Linked DNA regions of Sus scrofa: region 1 is linked to region 2. A link is a contact called in public Hi-C data. All regions are on one chromosome and are shown on one strand. The core of a region is the stretch at or near the end of the contact, and the rest is flanking DNA. Distances in the headings are between cores, read along the strand shown.

What was found. A called contact is a pair of places that touch in the nucleus more often than the background predicts.
Region 1: a Hi-C map of liver shows a contact between it and region 2, with 5 times the contacts expected there. The contact joins the promoter of TGS1 here to the promoter of RPS20 in region 2. A contact is called at or near these places in 2 of 5 promoter capture datasets (fetal liver and liver), 5 of 47 Hi-C or Micro-C datasets (heart right ventricle, liver and skeletal muscle) and 2 of 2 datasets of contacts at active chromatin or transcription factors (alveolar macrophages and skeletal muscle).

The regions. Positions count from the first base shown.
Region 1 is chr4:75,967,779-75,970,484 of Sscrofa11.1, reverse strand. TGS1 (trimethylguanosine synthase) reads left to right here and starts at 1,333. Exons shown (of 14, transcript XM_001927876.6): 1 at 1,333-1,599. The coding sequence starts at 1,496. It overlaps TMEM68 (transmembrane protein 68), which reads right to left and starts at 1,284. Exons shown (of 7, transcript XM_021089365.1): 1 at 1,132-1,284.
Region 2 is chr4:75,760,840-75,763,539 of Sscrofa11.1, reverse strand. RPS20 (ribosomal protein S20) reads right to left here and starts at 1,331. Exons shown (of 4, transcript NM_001129954.1): 1 at 1,209-1,331; 2 at 957-1,056; 3 at 650-723; 4 at 91-305. The coding sequence starts at 1,211. The coding sequence ends at 123. LOC110260293 (a long non-coding RNA gene) reads left to right here and starts at 1,442. Exons shown (of 3, transcript XR_002343324.1): 1 at 1,442-2,249.

The DNA.
Region 1 (2,706 bases), core at 84-2,583, 210 kb before region 2:
ATGTCCTTCAATTTCTAGCTAAAACCTTCCACTCTGATAATTACTGTTCTACACTAATTTGCTTAACTGCCCTCATCCTCCAAATGTCCCACATCTGTACTGGTTTATCTGTGACCGTGCAGCACCCTTATCTTCTTGAGTCACCAACATAAATAAGGCAGCAGTAAGGATTCGGGAACAAACATTTCATTCAAACATTAATCTATTTCCACCCACCAGTAAACGCAGCCCAAATATTAGGGACTCTTCCAAAAGTCTGGATTTTATCTCAGTTCGTATAATAATACGATAAAGCAATACCAAGCCAAGTCCGAAGTGGTCCGACAACCTGCAAGCCTGAACCGCTTCTTGGAGGAAGCTGCCCGGGGAATTTTCAACCAATGCCACGCAGCAAACACTGCTTTTTTCGAATCCAGCAGCTCTGCCCCAGTTTTCGACATTCTGGTTTGTGTCCAAGTACCTTTCGTGTTAATCGCAGTTAGAGGGCTGAGCCCTGTTTCGCAGGCTGCAAACCCCGGGGGGCCGACAGGGCCAGGTGCCTCCAGAGCGTGGACCCACGCAAACTAGTAACAGCGCTGGTGAGGCTTCATGCACACCGGTCGCTTCCGTCCTTCCCGAGGCCCCAGAAAGCAGGTGCTATGAACCAATCCCTATTTGCAAAAGATCCCAGCGAGGCCCGGGAAGGGTTGAGTCGCCCCCCTCACCCGGGTCACACAGGTGGTAAGGGGCTTCGGGCAGGCCTCCAGCCGCCACCGCCCCCCCCCCCCCGCCCCCGACCACTTTTGGCTCCACAACCAGTGGGTTCATTCGGGTCCCCAGGAGAGCGTCCCCGGGAAGCCCGCGGGCCTGCAGGGAGGTGGGGACACCTCGCCCCCACCCGAGTAAAGACGACACCCGCCGAACCAGAGCGCCTGAAGCGCGAGGGGAGGTGCGGGCCGCGGTGAACGGGGTCGTTGTGACCAGGTAGGGCCTCCCTTCCGGCCACTCCGGTGGCCCGAGCCGAACAGCGAGTCCAGTGGAGGCCGGGGACTCCGGGCGGCCAAGGGAGAGAAAACACGCAGCCTTGGCGCTCGGGCCCGAACCTATCCCGGCGCCGCGGAACGCGGGGAGGCGTAATTGGGGACCACGTACCTCATACCGGAGGGGGCAGAGGTGGTTTGGCTCGCCTTCACCTAGGAGCAGCGGCGGGAGCTCCTCCGTGATACACCCGGCGAAGCGGAGCAACTCAAGCGGCCGGGGAGGAAAACGCCAAACTGCGGGTGCAGCCCGGGAGGCCTTGAGTGTAACACCGCCTTCGCCCCGCCCCTTCCGGTAGCCTCCCGGAATCACTTCCGGTGGCTGCTCCCCGCTGGCTCCAGGCTCTGGGTAACCCAGGCCAAGTGATCACGCGCAGCCGATCCCTCTGGAGGCTTCCCCTCTGTGCCCGGGAGCGGAGCAGCGGCCGGGAGGTCTCCCCGCGCCTGTGCCACGCGGCCGCCTCCTCCGAGGCGCTGCGATGTGCTGCGAGAAGTGGAGTCGCGTGGCCGAAATGTGTCTCTTCCTGGAAGACCTGCAGGAGGGCTCCCGGATCCTATGCTTCTGCTCTCGGGCGTTCGTGGAGTAAGTCAGACGCGGGCCTCCAGGTTCCCGATGTGAGGGCTGCAAGACAGGGTGACCGATCGATCCCCGACACCGCGGCCGGGGTCCCTGACCCCGGGGAGAGGGATGCTTTAAGAAAGGAAAACGAGACCTCAGACTACGACGGGGTGTCGCCTGGGGCCCTTAAACGCGGGAGTAAATCTGCCCTGTGGGCGGTTGGGGAAAGATGCGGAGCTGATATTTGTCACTTTACACTGATCGACTGAGGGAACCGCCAAAAACTGGGGAAAGAAATTGAAATGAAAGCGCTCTAGGATGTGACATCACAGGGTGAAGGTTTAAGACGAATAACTTCTTGGGGTAACATCTTTTTTGAAACCTTAAGATTTGTTAAAGCGCAAGTGCACATAATGAGAACTTCTCGTTATCTGAAAGATTTAACTATAATTATGTCGGGTTTTGAGCTCTCCTGATTTTTGGAAAATAGCTGTTTTAGGTAAAAGTTGCCCTGCATGGGAGATAGTAGGTAAGAAAGAAACTGACTCAAGAATTGGATTTGGGGGCTTTTTTTTGTTTTTTTTAATTAGGTGTGTGAGTTTCTCATGCAATCCTTTTTTAAAAAATCTCAGAAATTGGTTTATCTGCCCTAATCCTTTCACTGGCTTTTTGTTAGTTAAGTTATTCAACTTGCAGAAGTGGATTTTATGTGATAGTCTTAATATATTTTAATATGGTAGAATTTAAATTTGAAGGAAATTTTACTATTCACCATGTGTTTTTGAGGCATAATTGGAAAATTAATCTGAAAAATTAAATTTCATGTAAAAAATATTGTCGCTGCTGTATTAATGCAGCTGCACATGCATTCAGATATTCATCCAGAATCACCATGCTCTGTGGACTGAGCAATCTCTCAAAAATTTGCGTTATAGAGAACCCTTTGCAAGGGTAATGGGATATTCTTCAAGTACCAGGCATCAGAAATATATCTTTCCTGGTGATGAGTGCTCTTAAAGATTCTTGCCCTAAATAGAAAACAGAATTTTCATAAAAATTTAAGCACTATCATTCTCTCTCGCTTACCTTTCTGCCTCAGAGTAGTTGTAGCCTTGGGATTCACTAGTGACA
Region 2 (2,700 bases), core at 82-2,581:
TCACTACTCTACTTTAAAAGATGACTAAATTCTACAGTAGTCTATTACTAAGATCTGTCAGTATTATCAGTAAAAGCCAACAACATTTAACAACTGAGTATCAATTTATTAAAAAGTTGGACTTAAGCATCTGCAATGGTGACTTCAACCTCGACTCCTGGTTCAATACTGATGGATGTGATCTGCTTAACAATCTCAGAAGGGCTGTGCAGGTCTATGAGTCGCTTGTGGATCCTCATCTGAAAACGATCCCAAGTCTTGGAACCTTCACCACAAGGAGTTTTTCTCGTAGTTATTCTCAGAGTCTGCAAAGACAAAAGAAACCAAGCGTCAACGGTTGGCTGCGCACCCCGGGGGACCCCCCAAGGACCATGACCCTGAAGCGTTCCATGTGAGAACTTCCCAGGGCGTCAGTCTCCCTCACAGACTGTACTCAACTCATTGTGACTAAGGCACATCCAGCGAGAAGACAACAGCGAAGCTCCAACCTCGAAAAGTTACACACTTAACCGGAACCAAATCCTACCAGCGTTCGAACCTTAAGACCTACCGCTAGCATCAAGCTTTTCTGGCTTTTGGCAGCCGAAAAAAAAGGTTCGGGTACATCAGCCCCTTAACTGGCTTCCACCCCCCGCCCCACGATTCTCACCTTGGTGGGCATCCGCACCGGTCCCTTCACTTTGAGGTTCTTCTCCTTCGCGCCTCTGATCAGGTCAGCACACACTACAAGGAAACACAGGCTGCACTCAGTTCCCTCTAGACAGAGCTCGCTGTAACGAATCTTAACGCTGCTGGCTCAGAATAGCGTATAAAACTATCACTGTAGTTCAACAGCAATTCTCTCCTCAGCGCCAGCTACGGTGCGAGCCACACAACCGAGATCGGTGGGGGCCTTGTCCCCGATCCGGCTCGCCGCTCCTCCCGCCCCACCTTTCCGCGGAGCCCACCGCACTGACCCTTCTCCAAAGACTTCACGTTGCGGCTGGTGAGGGTGATCCGAATCCGGTGAATCGCAACTTCCGGCTCCACGGGAGTCTTGCCGGTGTCCTTAAAGGCCTGTGGTCACAGGGAGGAAAAACCCACACACCTTCGGGCAACCAGTCAGTTGCAGAAATAAGCGTGCTCATCACGAGCCCCTCCCCGGGACAGGCGAGCCCCATCTTCTCCCACCAGCCCTGCTCCTAGCACCCGTCCAGAGCCCCACTCACCATGTCTGCGGCGCGGCTTCCTGACCGACTTGTTCCTCGGGAAGAGCGAACAGCGGTGAGCCAGGAGCGGGAGCTGATGGTCAGAGGCTCCGCGACAGCGCCGGCTGCGTCTTCTTCAAAGAGGAAGGCGTGAGGCCTGCGTGGCGCTTATATAGCCGGGCTCGCGTCTGCATCCGGGTCCCGCACGCCCATCCGCGCTGCCCCGGAAGAGGAAGTGTGGGTGGCTCTAAGGCGGCTGCGCGATCCAGGGCCGGAGCTCCCGCGGAAGGGGCGGCCAGGGCGCGGCTGCTCGCGCCACCTGTCAGCCGGGCGGAGTCAGAGCGCCGCGAGGTGGGGTCGGGGCGGCGCGGTCGGCGAGGTCCTCCCGGCACCTGGCGGCAGCGGTGGGGCGAGCGCGACCTGGTCTAAAACCCCAGAAACTCCTCTGCCTGGTGCGCCGACCGCCGGCCTCTGAAAAGTCAGAATGACTCCTACGCTTGTGGTTTCTGCACTGCAAAGTCCGCTTCCCCTACAAACCAAATTACACCTGCTCTTGGCAAGCGGATAACCTTTCTGAGTTCAACTCAGGTGGATATTAGGAAAAAATGACTGATAACCTGGACATGTTATTATTATTTTTTTAAATAGCTGTTATTTTTCATAGTCTGAAACACCCTTTCGTGATACTTCATCTTCTGGCTTCCAAGATCGGCAGAAGCATCTGTCCTCTGTCTGCGAAGTACCTGAGCGTGGGTTTTTCTGCTCCCAGAACGTGGAGGCAGACGCCAGGCTGCCAGGATCATCCTGGGGCTTGTTGTGCATCCGAGGCCCCTCCAGGCTCTCCACGTGATTCTAAAACATGTTATCTCCTCTCTGTCCGGATAAAGTAATGTTGGATGAGACCCTTGAGGACCTCCCTAATACTGAACGTCTATTCATAATCTGATGTGGGACAAAGTACAGGGGAAACACCAAGAGTGATCAACTGACCCGGGCAGCCAGAAGAGATGATAGGGATACATATTCTTAACGGTGATAGAGTGGTTTCATAGAACAAAATAGGTGAGTTGGCTTTTGATGCAGGGCAGAAGCAAGAGCAGGTAACCCCTTCTTATTTTACAGGTGAGCCTGAGAGCAGAAGAGGTATCTGCTCAAATACACAGAACTGGTGAATGACAGAGCTCTGACCCCTTACAATTTGGGGCCTTTCTTGAGCTTTTCTCTTCTGTTCTTTGGTGGGAAATTATACTTGAAATTTAGATAATAGCATTGAGTTATCTGATGATAATCGGACATGGCTAATACCTGGATTTTTCCTGGCTCACAAAGTATCTGCTAGACTTTGCTTTAGCAATTAACTTCAATATTAAAATTTGGCAGTTTTCCAGTTCAGTTATTTGAAAACGTCATCCATTGGCTGTAGATGCTTTATTAGTGAAGTTTGCAACAACAACAACAACAAAAATTGTATTCTTGTTTTCCTACTTGTAACCTAAATGAGACAATAATTGAG